2 separate regions of the Gossypium arboreum genome follow, and region 1 is linked to region 2. Evidence: chromatin contacts called from public Hi-C data. All regions are on one chromosome and are shown on one strand. The core of a region is the stretch at or near the end of the contact, and the rest is flanking DNA. Distances in the headings are between cores, read along the strand shown. Region 1 holds the start of LOC108479672. Region 2 holds the start of LOC108476948 (pentatricopeptide repeat-containing protein ELI1, chloroplastic).

What was found. A called contact is a pair of places that touch in the nucleus more often than the background predicts.
Region 1: a contact with region 2 is called in a Hi-C map of leaf, with 3 times the contacts expected there. The contact joins the promoter of LOC108479672 here to the promoter of LOC108476948 in region 2. A contact is called at or near these places in 2 of 5 Hi-C or Micro-C datasets (both in leaf).

The regions. Positions count from the first base shown.
Region 1 is chr12:34,016,953-34,023,075 of ASM2569848v2, forward strand. LOC108479672 reads right to left here and starts at 4,761. Exons shown (of 12, transcript XR_008276193.1): 1 at 4,490-4,761; 2 at 2,686-3,068; 3 at 2,440-2,584; 4 at 2,115-2,295; 5 at 1,766-2,024; 6 at 1,342-1,430; 7 at 1,025-1,201; 8 at 835-920; 9 at 623-707; 10 at 171-339; 11 at 1-88.
Region 2 is chr12:33,372,794-33,378,967 of ASM2569848v2, forward strand. It overlaps LOC108476948 (pentatricopeptide repeat-containing protein ELI1, chloroplastic), which reads left to right and starts at 1,456. Exons shown (of 1, transcript XM_017779332.2): 1 at 1,456-3,997. The coding sequence starts at 1,845. The coding sequence ends at 3,743.

The DNA of each region.
Region 1 (6,123 bases), core at 3,511-6,010, 650 kb after region 2:
AGACATCTTGGGAGGTTATCGCTATAAGCTTACTTAATCCTTGAAAGTTGAAATAGGTTCTTCCTTCATATCCCCTTTGAATGCCTCCCTGCATGTGGTAATTTGAAGCTTGAGGATACTCTGTTTTATCCTTCAGTTCAATCAGTGACTAATAACAGACTCCAAGATACCGTCAATGCTGGCTAAAATTGGGAATTAAAACAATCATAATTTGTGCCAGTTTTGATATGGTTGCTTTCCGCACCGTTTCAAAACATACATGCACCCAGCCGCCATGAATAACCCAACCGCAGCAAACACTATCATTGTTGAGTTCTCAATGGTCCTATAATAGCCTCTCTGCAACATGAAGAAGCTAGCCAGTAAGTTCATCAGAAAAAAAAAATAGAATTATATATCATACAACAAATTCTACCACAAGATTCATTGAGCAGATGCATAAATCCATTTTTCCTACCCTCAAGTGCTCAGGGAAAATACAATGCCTTCAGTCATTCTTAACCAATTCATAACAGCAGCAGATGAAAGGAGACAGAAGAGATATATCTTGTTTCATACAAGAGAAAAAAGAGCACACATGCATGCAGATGTTAATGGGTGCATAAATCAGCCAGGGACACACCTGCATGAGAATAAACAAAATTGCTGCATTTGCAGGAGCCAGAGAAAGGCTTATCATTCCTCCACGCAACTCATTTGGCACATACCTATAACATGATTACAGCAAAGTGATCTAAAACTAATTTCTACAAATAAAAGGGGCACTAAAAAAGAAAGGAAAAGGGAAAAAAAAGGACTTCTTAAAAACTTGAAAAAGAGAAAGGTGCAGCATACATGGTTCTCAATCTTGCAAGCAAAGGCAGAATTAGGCCAATGCAGGCATGGTATAAAGAAAACTGTGTGACGAGAACTCCAATTTCCTGCAATTCAGATCACGTAACTCTGAGACCATGAATGGAATAAAAAACAAGGCGCCCTAACTTATACATTTACAAATACATACAGAGAGACAACACGAACTTACCTCATAATCATAAGCTATTATAGATAAAAGAAGAGCCTGTACGACAAATGCACATGTTAAGCAATCCTCAGTTCGAAGAGAAGCATTAATAAGCCAAGGAAACACTGTGCTTCCTAACATCCTTGCTCCGAGCAAGCATGGATATATCAACCCTAGAAAAACTTCTCGACCATCAGCCTAACATATAAAAATCACCTTCAAATAGTATACTTCAAAGAAATCAAGCTTCCAAGAAGATAATTTGGAAACCTAAAGGGAATAAACAGAAAAACTGAAAAAAACTAATCACATGTCGTCAACAATAGATATGATCTGACCACCAGTGTTGGGGCCCAAAGAATCCAGAAAACTGCAATGGAGAAATGAAGGCAAGCTTGTGCACACGCTAGTAGCCATATCCTTCTATCTGCAGAACACAAGCACTTTATAACATTTTCTTTTTTTTTTTTTTTTTGGTATGATAGGAACACTAAGAATCAAAGGTAGGATCTTCTGCAAAACCCAAACATACAACCACGTAAAACTCATCAGCGAAGACAGATAAACCCCAATCTACCTTAGATGAGTGCATGTATTTGATGATGTGACACACATTTATTACTTTTAGCTTTAAATGTTCAGTTACAAATAGACTACTCTCAAAACGCTGCTAAAATGGTCATTTTAGAAAGTTCTGCCCTTAAGAGTTCGTTTCCATCCATGAATAAGAAGAAAGAACTAATGAAACTACAAAATTCTTACCACCAAGGATATACACAGAAAAGGACATCCTATAATCCTTAAATGTCATTATCTTCGTAGTTCCATCATAATGTCTGGACATGCAGGTGATGCCCAGTATCGCCAGTAAGGTGGCTGCAATGGAAGGAGAGCCAATTCCTTTCTCCAAATTACCACCCACCATCCAATTACCAATCACTTGACTTCCAATCAAAGATGCGGACTCAAAAAAAGTCATCAACCAAAATGTTTCATTCAAAATATCTTGCCTATGACCCAGCTGCAAGAAAAGAAAGAATGCATACCATCATGTTCATAGTTTTCATTTGTTTCTTAGAAACCAGAGAATCACATCGAGAAAGAACTGAACCTTTGAGTCAACTTTGTCATGTTCAACAACAGCCAATGTCTCGAAACTGAAGGAAAATATTGATGTTGCCAAAGACAAACATAAATTTGCTACCCAAAAGCTAGGACTTGGTGCAACCATCTTCAATATCCCAACAATAAGGTGCAAGATAAAAAACACCAAACAAGTTTTCTTTCGACCTCTACATAAATAAAAATAAATAAAACTATCAAAATTTTCACAATTATACAACCCTTGATTAATCCATAGCTAACATTGGTTAATTCATTAAAAAAACATTATTTAAAGTGATTAAATAAACATGAAAAAGTTTAGTTTTACTCACATTAAATCAGAGACAAGACCTAAGAGACTACCAACAAAAAGAGCAGCTCCAAATCCAATAAGCATAAACGTCACCGTATCTTCCTTGCTTATCCCATAGTAAACCAGCTCAAACTCTCCGTACACCGACCACAATCCTTCCAATACTAGGAAAAAAAAACGTAAAAATCAGATCAACTATCAGCTCTTTTTCCTTTTTTACTTTAAATTTAAAAAAAAATTGAATTTTTTTTTAAAAATAATGTACCTGATGCGAGGAAATAGAGAAGGAGAAAGTAAAGTTGGAAGCGGGGAGAAGAGGAGGAGAAAGGGTGGTCGGAGAAAGCAGAAGACTTGGTGGTGGGAGCGTGTTTGGAGAGATAGAAAGGGAAGAGAGAAAGTAAGAGGAAAGATGAAAAGAAAATGAAAATGAAGACGGAAGAACTTGGTTCCCAAATGGAGGTTTCGATCACGATCCCCATTTCGATCTCAGACGGAACCCTAGATCGGATCGGGATTTAAGATTAGGGAAGGAGATCCAAAGTTATTATCGGTAACGCATTTGATTTGGCTTGAGGCAACTGACAAGTGGAAACTGAGAAAGGAGAAGTGGGATTCGTTTCTCAAGTTTCAGGCGTACCCGCCGTTTTACTGTTACAATCAAAACGCTGCGTTTCAAATAACAACTTCTAAACCAAATATTTCTTAGCAAGCACATTTTTTGAAAAATAAAAATTTAGGATATGAACAATAAGAAAAATATCATTGGTTTTTGTTATTGGATTTAAATATGTATTGAATAAAAAAAAGCATATATGTTGCTTTAAAAAAATTATTTGGTACATTAATGGAAATTTTAAACTCCACACGCAAATTTAGGAGGTTAACAAATGATTAAGCGGAACAGGTGGGGCAAGCAATTCACCTGCCCCGCCATGTATCCATTTTTTAAAGGAAAAAAAATCACTCCATTCAAAACAGATCGGTGCGAAATCCACCGAACGATTCTGGTTTACCATCATTACGTGGATTAAAAAAAGTAAATTATAAAATATAATAAAATCTTTTATATTTCTGAAAATGTTCTCGTCTTCTTCGATTTCTAATGTGGACAATAATGGAGAAGGTGACTCTCTTCCTGAGGATTCCATTATAAAGAAGGTCCATTTCAAGGAATCGAATGTGATTACTGAAGATGTGATGGCTGTGGAGGACTCCAACACTAAAAAGGTCCGTTTCAAGGATTCAGATGGGTCTTCTGAAGATGTGATGGTCGTGGAGTCATCACTAACACCTTCTCTTCCCTGAAAAGATAAGCTAGTGGGGAAGGATATTCTTGCGTCGAATAAGACAAAGGGTGATCACTTCGTTGTCGATAATTTTTCCCTCACTGAGCAAGATGTAAAGAAATAGGTTGTTGATGGTATTCCTTCAATCGATTTCTCGGAGAGAGTTTATCAGTTATTGGAAAAAGGAGATGTCGTCCTCTGTGGTTCTCAAGATGCTTGGTCGGAACCTTGGAATCACGACTCTGTATAATAGATTATATGGGATTTGGAAGCCATCTAAGCCTTTTTAATTAATGGATATAGAGAATGGTTATTTTCTCGCTAAATTTCAAAGTACTGATGACTATGATAAGATCCTTTCTCAGGGGCCGTGGGTTATCTTCGGTCATTACCTAACCGTTCAACCATGAACGATCGATTTCAATCCTAGTCTACCTTTCCCTAATATGGTTCTCACATGGATTCAACTTCCTAGCCTCCCTAGTTATTTATATTAGAAACAGATCCTAATGGAGATTGGGGGAATGGTAGGCAAAGTCACTAAATTAGATTTCAATACAGATAGCAAAACACAGGGTCGATATGCTCACATAGCAGTTTATGTCAATTTAGGGAGATCTTTAATTTCTAAAATTCTCATCAATGGCAGTCCTCAAACAATTGAGTATGAGAATCTACCGGTGGTATGTTTCAAGTGTGGCTGTTATGGACACATCACAGAGAACTGTCCGGCTGTTACAAATTCTTCAAAGACAAAGAGAAAGAGGAAACGTCTGAACAAACCTCTGCATCTTCTGTGGTGGCCAGAGATGGGGAGTACGGCCCCTGGATGCTGGTGGAGCTGATGAGCAGACGTGGCACCTTGGATGGAATCAAAAAAGGAAATAATTCCAAAGGGGAGAAAAATTCAGGGTCAAGATTTCAATCGGTAACAGGACTGGAGGCGAATTTAACGGATGAGGATTTAAGTAAGGTAAGTCACAGGGATTTGAAGAAAAAAGGGAAAGTCACAAGTGATTCTCAAGAGAAAATTTCAACGGGTAAAAAACCTGGTTTTAATGGCTCTAAGAAAGCGAATGTGGGCCTGTTGGTGGGGAAACTCCTAATTGGACAGGCCTATGACCCAAAGATCCATAATTTTCAAAAGGACCATAATCAGGTTGGGCCCAAGACGGGTTTGGTCCCCCACACACATTCGGCTGCTTCTCAGCAGGCCTCATTGGACTTTCAGCAGACCTCCAGTAGCTTTGATTTTAGACAGCAGAAAGCGGCCCAAGCTTCGAATGAGGCTGTTACAGTTTTTTCGAAGACTGCGAGTGCCACGCATGTTTCTTGCCATAATATTGGAGAAAATAATCAGCCCCTAAATTCAGATATTTCTGAATCCTCTTGTCCTTTAATTTCAAATTCACAGTTTGGTGGTGATGCAGAACACGTGAAGGTGGACACGTCTTCTTCAGTCCAAAAGCAAGCGCAACATGTAGTACACTCTAACCCCACATTTGAGAAGAGTTCGTTTGTTAATGTAGAGGTAAAGGGAGGAGTTCTAGAAGCCAAAAATCATTCGGCAGTGGTATTCAAAAGGAGTAGCATTCTGGAGCCGATCAGCGAGGAGATAGAGGATAGTGTCTGCCCGTTTGAAATTAAATTTCCTAGAGAGGATTTGAAAAGACAAATTACCAATGCCAAAGTAACTAGCTCTAAAGAAGGGTGGAAACTCAATAAAATCCGAAAGGGACCGGGTAATCGTTTCAAGAATTCTGAAAATACCCACGTTCACTTTGTTGATTCTATGAAGAGGGTAACAGAGCTTATTGCATCTGAAATTGATGGAGATTCTGCTAATGATTTTTCTCGAAAAAAAGGAGAGCGAGAGGAGTTTTCCTCTACCGGACACCATTGAGATAATTTTTTTTTCTATTTTAATTTTTATTATGATGAACATGTCTATTTTATCTTAGAATGTGCAGGGGTATGCGTCTGATAAATTTTTGCAAGATTTTCGTGAGTATAATAATCAGTACAAGCTCGATAAAATTAGCCTTTTTGAGCCAAGAATTAGTGGGATTAAAGCTGACACAATTATTGCTAAGTTATGCTGGGATAAGTCGTATCGAGTGGAAACAGTGGGATTTTCTGAAGGTATCTGGATTGGTTGGAAGAATTCAATTGATTTGGAGGTGATCGGTAATTATCCTCAATTTATCCTAGCTTGTATTTGCTCCAAATTACATCCTCATCCGGTCCTTATTGCTTTTGTTTATGGGAGCCCTGATAAACAGAAAAGGAAAGTCACACAGTTCCAAGTGTGTCTGTTCCTTGGATAGCCATTGGAGATTTCAACTCCATCCTCTCTTTAGAAGATAAAAAAGGTAGCCATGTCAATGGCCGCAAATGTCAGTCCTTTGGTGAATTTA
Region 2 (6,174 bases), core at 206-2,705:
CAAATAAAACAATAATTGCGGGACCCTTTCATTTTTTCAATAAATTATTTTTGTAAATTTTTATCTCTAATTTTCTAAGTATAGTCCAGTAGTTTGGATTTATTAAGTTGAAAATTGTATGCTAAGTATGATATAAGGTAGTTTGGATTTATTAAGTTGAAAATTGTATGCTAACTATTGTATGATATAAGGTATTTTTGGTACAGTTAGAAACTATCAACTAAAGTTTCGTTATCCAATAATTGCAAATATTAGTATATTACTATAAAATATTCGACCAAGATTTTTAGAATTAGATCGATAATTGAACCAATCAGGCCATTAATTCTACTAGTTCAATTGATCCATATAGTTTAATTAAATAAATCATTAAAATTTTAAAAATAAAAAGTATTTAAAAAGCCCAGTTACTTAAAAATTTGGTAAAAATGTTTTTGACAATTTTTGAAAATAAGTATGATTTTAAATGCTTAGTTGTTTTCATAGTCCAATTAGTAAGATATGATACTTTGTATCCGAATTCTTCGATCGGGTGAGGTATAAGGTGTTATAATAATAGTAATTTATTTACTTAGAATAAATTTTAATTTTTGGAAATTACGATATTTATTGATTTTTATTGAGAGAATTACTTTCATATTGAAAGTAAGTTTCATATTCTGTGTTTGGTTTTTTCATATTCTGTGTTTGGTTCGTATTACTTGAGCCCACACTCGACGGATTTTGTAGTACAAGAATAGTAGAGAATGTCATCGGTTGAAAGTCAGGATCGACTTGAATTCATCTTGCACAAAACACAATTATTTTTTAATAAAAGTTTATTACTATAAAAATCACAAATCAAGTCGATTTTGAAAATTTTTAAACTTTCACTATAAATATAAATTATTTTTTTAACCAGATTTTTCCAACAATTCTTGAATTTCCAAATAGCTTGTAGACATCTGAGACTCCTACGATGCGAAGGACTCATGGCTAATGTTTCCTGTGAGATATTGGTGCAATTGAAGGCTTTTCCCATAATTTGCTAGCAATTATAAGGGCTTACGAACTCTTCGGATTGCTTTCTTGAACTTGCAAGAAGGGAATTGTAAAACTTTCATCTCACACCTTGATGCTCAAGTTAAACATATTGAAGAAAGAAAAGAGATAAACCATATGATTTGGGGACTTACGAGATGGTTATAAATGGTGAAGGTGCTTGCCATTTATAAGATGATTGGTGACAACTAGAGAGCCAAATGTTACGGTCTTATTAAGGGCTTAATAGGTGGTAGGTGTCAATTTCGTGTTGGAAGCTTAGGGTGCACGAGATTCTTTGTTGAGCATTGAAATAGGGGATTTCTCTCCAACATTCCAGCGTGGGCCTTCTTAACTTGTGGTCTTCTTCTTTGGGCCACCTTATGTGATGTTGATAATGTAGTCTCAAATATGGGGACTCAAAGATCTGGAGTCTGAGTTGTACAACTACCAATTATTTGGTATTGATTATGATTTGGTCATATATTCTTAAATTGTGTTTATAAAATTAAAAAATTTTAAAAAAAATAGGATCCAAATAATTATTTGCTTGTTATCCGTTCAGTCTTCAAATAATCAAATGTTATGTATTCGATAATTTGAAATCGTAAGATTAAAATTTCAAATTAAAATATAAAATTAGATGCAAACATAATCTGAACTTGTTAGGTACTTCCGTTCCACTCGACTCAAGTTTGTTTAAAATCTATGTTGGATAAGGTAAAAGTACAAAGCAAGCAAATCTATGAGTATACTCTGTAAATCAAAATGCTTATCAAAAGCTTGTGAGTGCCTGAATTGTTGAGACTTTGCTTCATTCAAGCATGTCCTCAGCCCTGCTTTTCACTTCTCCTCCACCGCCAGCACCCTCCATAAACCGTAGCACTCTCTCATTCGCCGCCGTCACCAACTTTCCACCATCACCAGACAAGCTAGCTCTTCTTTTAGATAAATCCAGCTCCATCCATCACTTGCTCCAAATCCACGCAGCTCTTCTCCGCCACGGCCTTCATCAACACCCCATCCTAAATTTCAAGCTTCAACGCTCTTACTCTTCTCGAGGCCGTCTCGACTATTCACTTGCTCTCTTCAATCGAACTCTCAACCCCAACATCTTTTTCTACACTTCTATCATTAACGCCCACGCCCTCCATGGTCTCTCCCAAGAAGCTTTATTTATCTATACGCAAATGTTATTTGAAGGTGTGCAGCCTAACGAGTTCACTTTCTCTTCCATATTGAAATCTTGTTCTCTTGAACATGGAAAAATGCTTCATTCTCAAGTTATCAAACTTGGGTTTGATTCAGATTTGTATGTAAAGACAGGTCTAGTCGATGTTTACGCGAGAGGGGGTGACGTTGGGTCCGCCCGTCTCGTGTTCGAGAGAATGCCCGAGAAGAGTTTAGTTTCTTTGACCACGATGCTAACTTGTTACGCGAAACACGGGGAGCTTAAGGAGGCAAGGTTGCTGTTTGATGGAATGGTGAAGAAGGATGTGGTATGTTGGAATGTGATGATCGATGGGTATACTCAACATGGAATGCCTAAGGAAGCTTTGGTGCTTTTCAGGCGAATGTTGGCAGCGAAATCTAGGCCTAATGAAATCACTATACTGACTGTTTTATCAGCTTGTGGTCAGCTTGGAGCTTTAGAGTCAGGCAGATGGCTTCATTCCTATATGCAAAATAATGATATTCAAGTGAGTGTTCGTGTTGCTACTGCTTTGATTGACATGTATAGCAAATGTGGGAGCCTGGAGGATGCGAGATTAGTGTTCGATAGGATTCATTATAAGGATGTTGTTGCATGGAATTCGATGATTATAGGGTATGCCTTGCACGGGTTCAGCCAAGATGCATTGGAGTTGTTTCATGAAATGTGCAGGATTGGTTTGCGCCCTACTGATATTACTTTCATTGGTGTTTTGGGTGCATGTAGTCACGCTGGTTTGGTCAAAGAGGGATGGAGTTTTTTCAATGCAATGAGAGAGGAGTATGAGATCGAACCCAAGATCGAACATTATGGATGCATGGTAAACCTTCTTGGTCGTGCTGGTCGATTAGAAGAGGCATATGAGCTTGTGAAGAACATGAAGGTAGAGCCCGATCCCATCTTGTGGGGAGCTTTGCTTGGGGCATGTAGGTTACATGGTAATCTTGAATTGGGAGAGAAAATAGCAGAGTATCTTGTCAGCCACAATCTTGCTAATTCAGGGACTTATATTCTTCTTTCCAACATGTATGCTGCGAAAGGCGATTGGGAAGAGGTGGCGAGGATAAGGACCTTGATGAAAGACAGTGGGGTGCAGAAGGAGCCTGGTTGTAGCTCAATTGAAGTGCACAATAGGGTTCATGAGTTCCTTGCTGGGGATTTGAAACATCCAAAAACCAAAGAAATATATGAGATGTTAGAGGAAATAAATGGTTGGCTCAAAGCTCATGGTTACACCCCACAAACAGAGATTGTACTACATGACATAGGGGATGAACAAAAAGAGCAGTCACTTGAAGTTCACAGTGAGAAGCTGGCGCTTGCATATGGTCTTATCAGCACTCAACCGGGGACCCCTATCAAGATTGTAAAAAACCTCCGGGTGTGTTCGGATTGCCATGCTGTGACCAAGTTGATTTCTAAGATCACCGGCCGTAAAATTGTAATGAGGGATCGGAATAGGTTCCACCATTTTGTGAATGGTTCATGTTCTTGCGGGGACTACTGGTGATCAATAAAAAAGTTAGACCAACATTCTAGTTTTGTTGAAATACAGAAGCTAGAATTGAATTAGACGCTCAAAACTGATGCCCTTTTTAGTAAAGACGAACTTGCCGTAGAATGGGATTAGACCACCTTATTTTAGGCTTCTTCTTGAGGTCATTGATTCAGTGTTTTAAATGCGAAAGGGTGGGCGAGAAGGAAATTTACATGACTGAACCATCGAGGATGAATCCAACGAGTATATTAATTTTTATTTTTAAAGATTTTAATATGTGTATAACCATTTTTAATATTGTAATAGCTCAATTTTGTCCAGCTCAATAAAGATAAATAAACTCAAACAAAGACAAAACAAAAATAAAATAAATACAGCCCAATTTACCTTAACTCAATTTACCTTAACCCAATTTACAAACTGAAACCCAATGTTACACAAGCTCAAACCCACAACCTAATTTTTTTTTCAAAAAATAAAAAAAAAAACTCTAGATCCCCTATGTGCCGCTGCTCTTGGCCACGTCAGCTGATGCGTCGCCTGAGGACTGCCTCCCCTGCCATCGTTTCACCGAAATGGCAAGGGTGTGATTCCCATTTGTTGGAATGCCGGTGCCCCTAAGGCGCAGCTGAAAAATAAAATTCCGGCAATCCTAACCATGGATCCATGTGTGAAGAACAAATCAAGAAAAAAAATTATAATAATGGTTTCGAAATTATCAAAACTTCAATCTGAGTAGATAGCGACGCCTCGGCAACAAGAATTCAGAACTACTATCGAACCAAGTTGCAACTTTTTCATATGCCGACCTCTACGTAATCTACCCAATTGACAATGAACGGAAGAAGTCCCCAAAACTGTTTTGGAGATTTCTTTGCTTGACGGCCGCTAGACCACTCAAGCTAGGTTTTCGGGTTTTATTTATATATAACTCCCCTTTTTAATTGGTATATTTATAACGAATCCTAATTCAAAAAAATTTAAAATAAATAAATATAATAATGTTTTAACCAAAAATTATAATTACATTAATTATAACAAAGATTTCGGTAAACTATATTTATTTAAATTTATATACGAACCAAATTCATATATTAATAGAATTATGTTCTCATTATGTATACAACATCCTTGTACATATAATATGTTCGATATTTGATTGCCCAATTAAATTAATTCTATAATTAATTTAATTCATGTGACAACCAAACACAATACCAACTATGTTTTATTCCGATCATCTCAACCATATGGTGTGACCCAGTAGGCTCTTATAACGTTAGCAGTAATACTAGAACAATTCTAATGTTACATACAATGAGTGGCATCTAGTAATGCATCATTGCTACCTAAGTTACAGGAAGTCATGATTCGACATAACCTTTTGTGATTTACCTTTCATGCATTAATCCTTAAGTCCTTTATCTTTGGAATGAACACAAGTCATGGAATAATCACACTTGCATAGTCCATCTCATGTTTCTTGATATCTTGAGTAGACTATGATATACAAATAAGTATGACATCTCATATAAACTTATTTGAGCATGGCCATGCATTTCTAGTTTCACTCAATCAAGTGGCCTAAGATATTACTCCCATTATGTAGGAGGGACTTATTCTATATTGATCAACCATATCCCTCTACATAGATTGTGGTATATCCAACATCAGCCTTTATAGAACAATCAGTTACGGTGTACATTTGACTGTATTAAAATATACAACTCACGATGTTGGGATAATGATGATCTCAAGTCTGAGGATCAGATACATATTAATCACTATGAGTAATGTTGTGACAATTACATAATAATCCAAGAAACATACTCATAGTGGGTCAGTCCAATATGTTGTTCTCTAACACACATATTCATGCATTGATTTTGACACTCCATATCAATGACAACTCTTTATCATCAATCAACTACATGTTAGACTTAATGCATTATTGTTGTCCTAGTCAACAATAATACTTGACTAAGGATCTTTTAAGAACAATCATATTATTCTCAGGACATTATTATAAAACAATTTATTTATACACACAGAAAAGAAACTGAAATAATAATGGAAACGCCTTATATTAATAAACATGGTAAATCAAGTATGTTATTACAACCATCTCATGATTAATCTTTAGGCATACTCTTACACCATCATCGTTGACTAACATCTTGACCTGCAAAGAAGAAAGAAAAAAAAAATAGAAGTAGAAGCAGAAAAGCAAAAGCAAATACAAATATTTGTAATCAATCGGCTATAAAAGCCGAATAAACAGATTGTAATAAGAGAAAGAGAAGAGCAAAAAGATATAAAAACTTCCTGTTCTTAAAAAAGGTTTTTTTTTTATATCGTATACATTTAAAAAATAATAAATAAAATACGAAACATTTTTTCACCTTTGTCGCCGTTGTCGATGTCCCCTCTGGCTTGAAAAGCT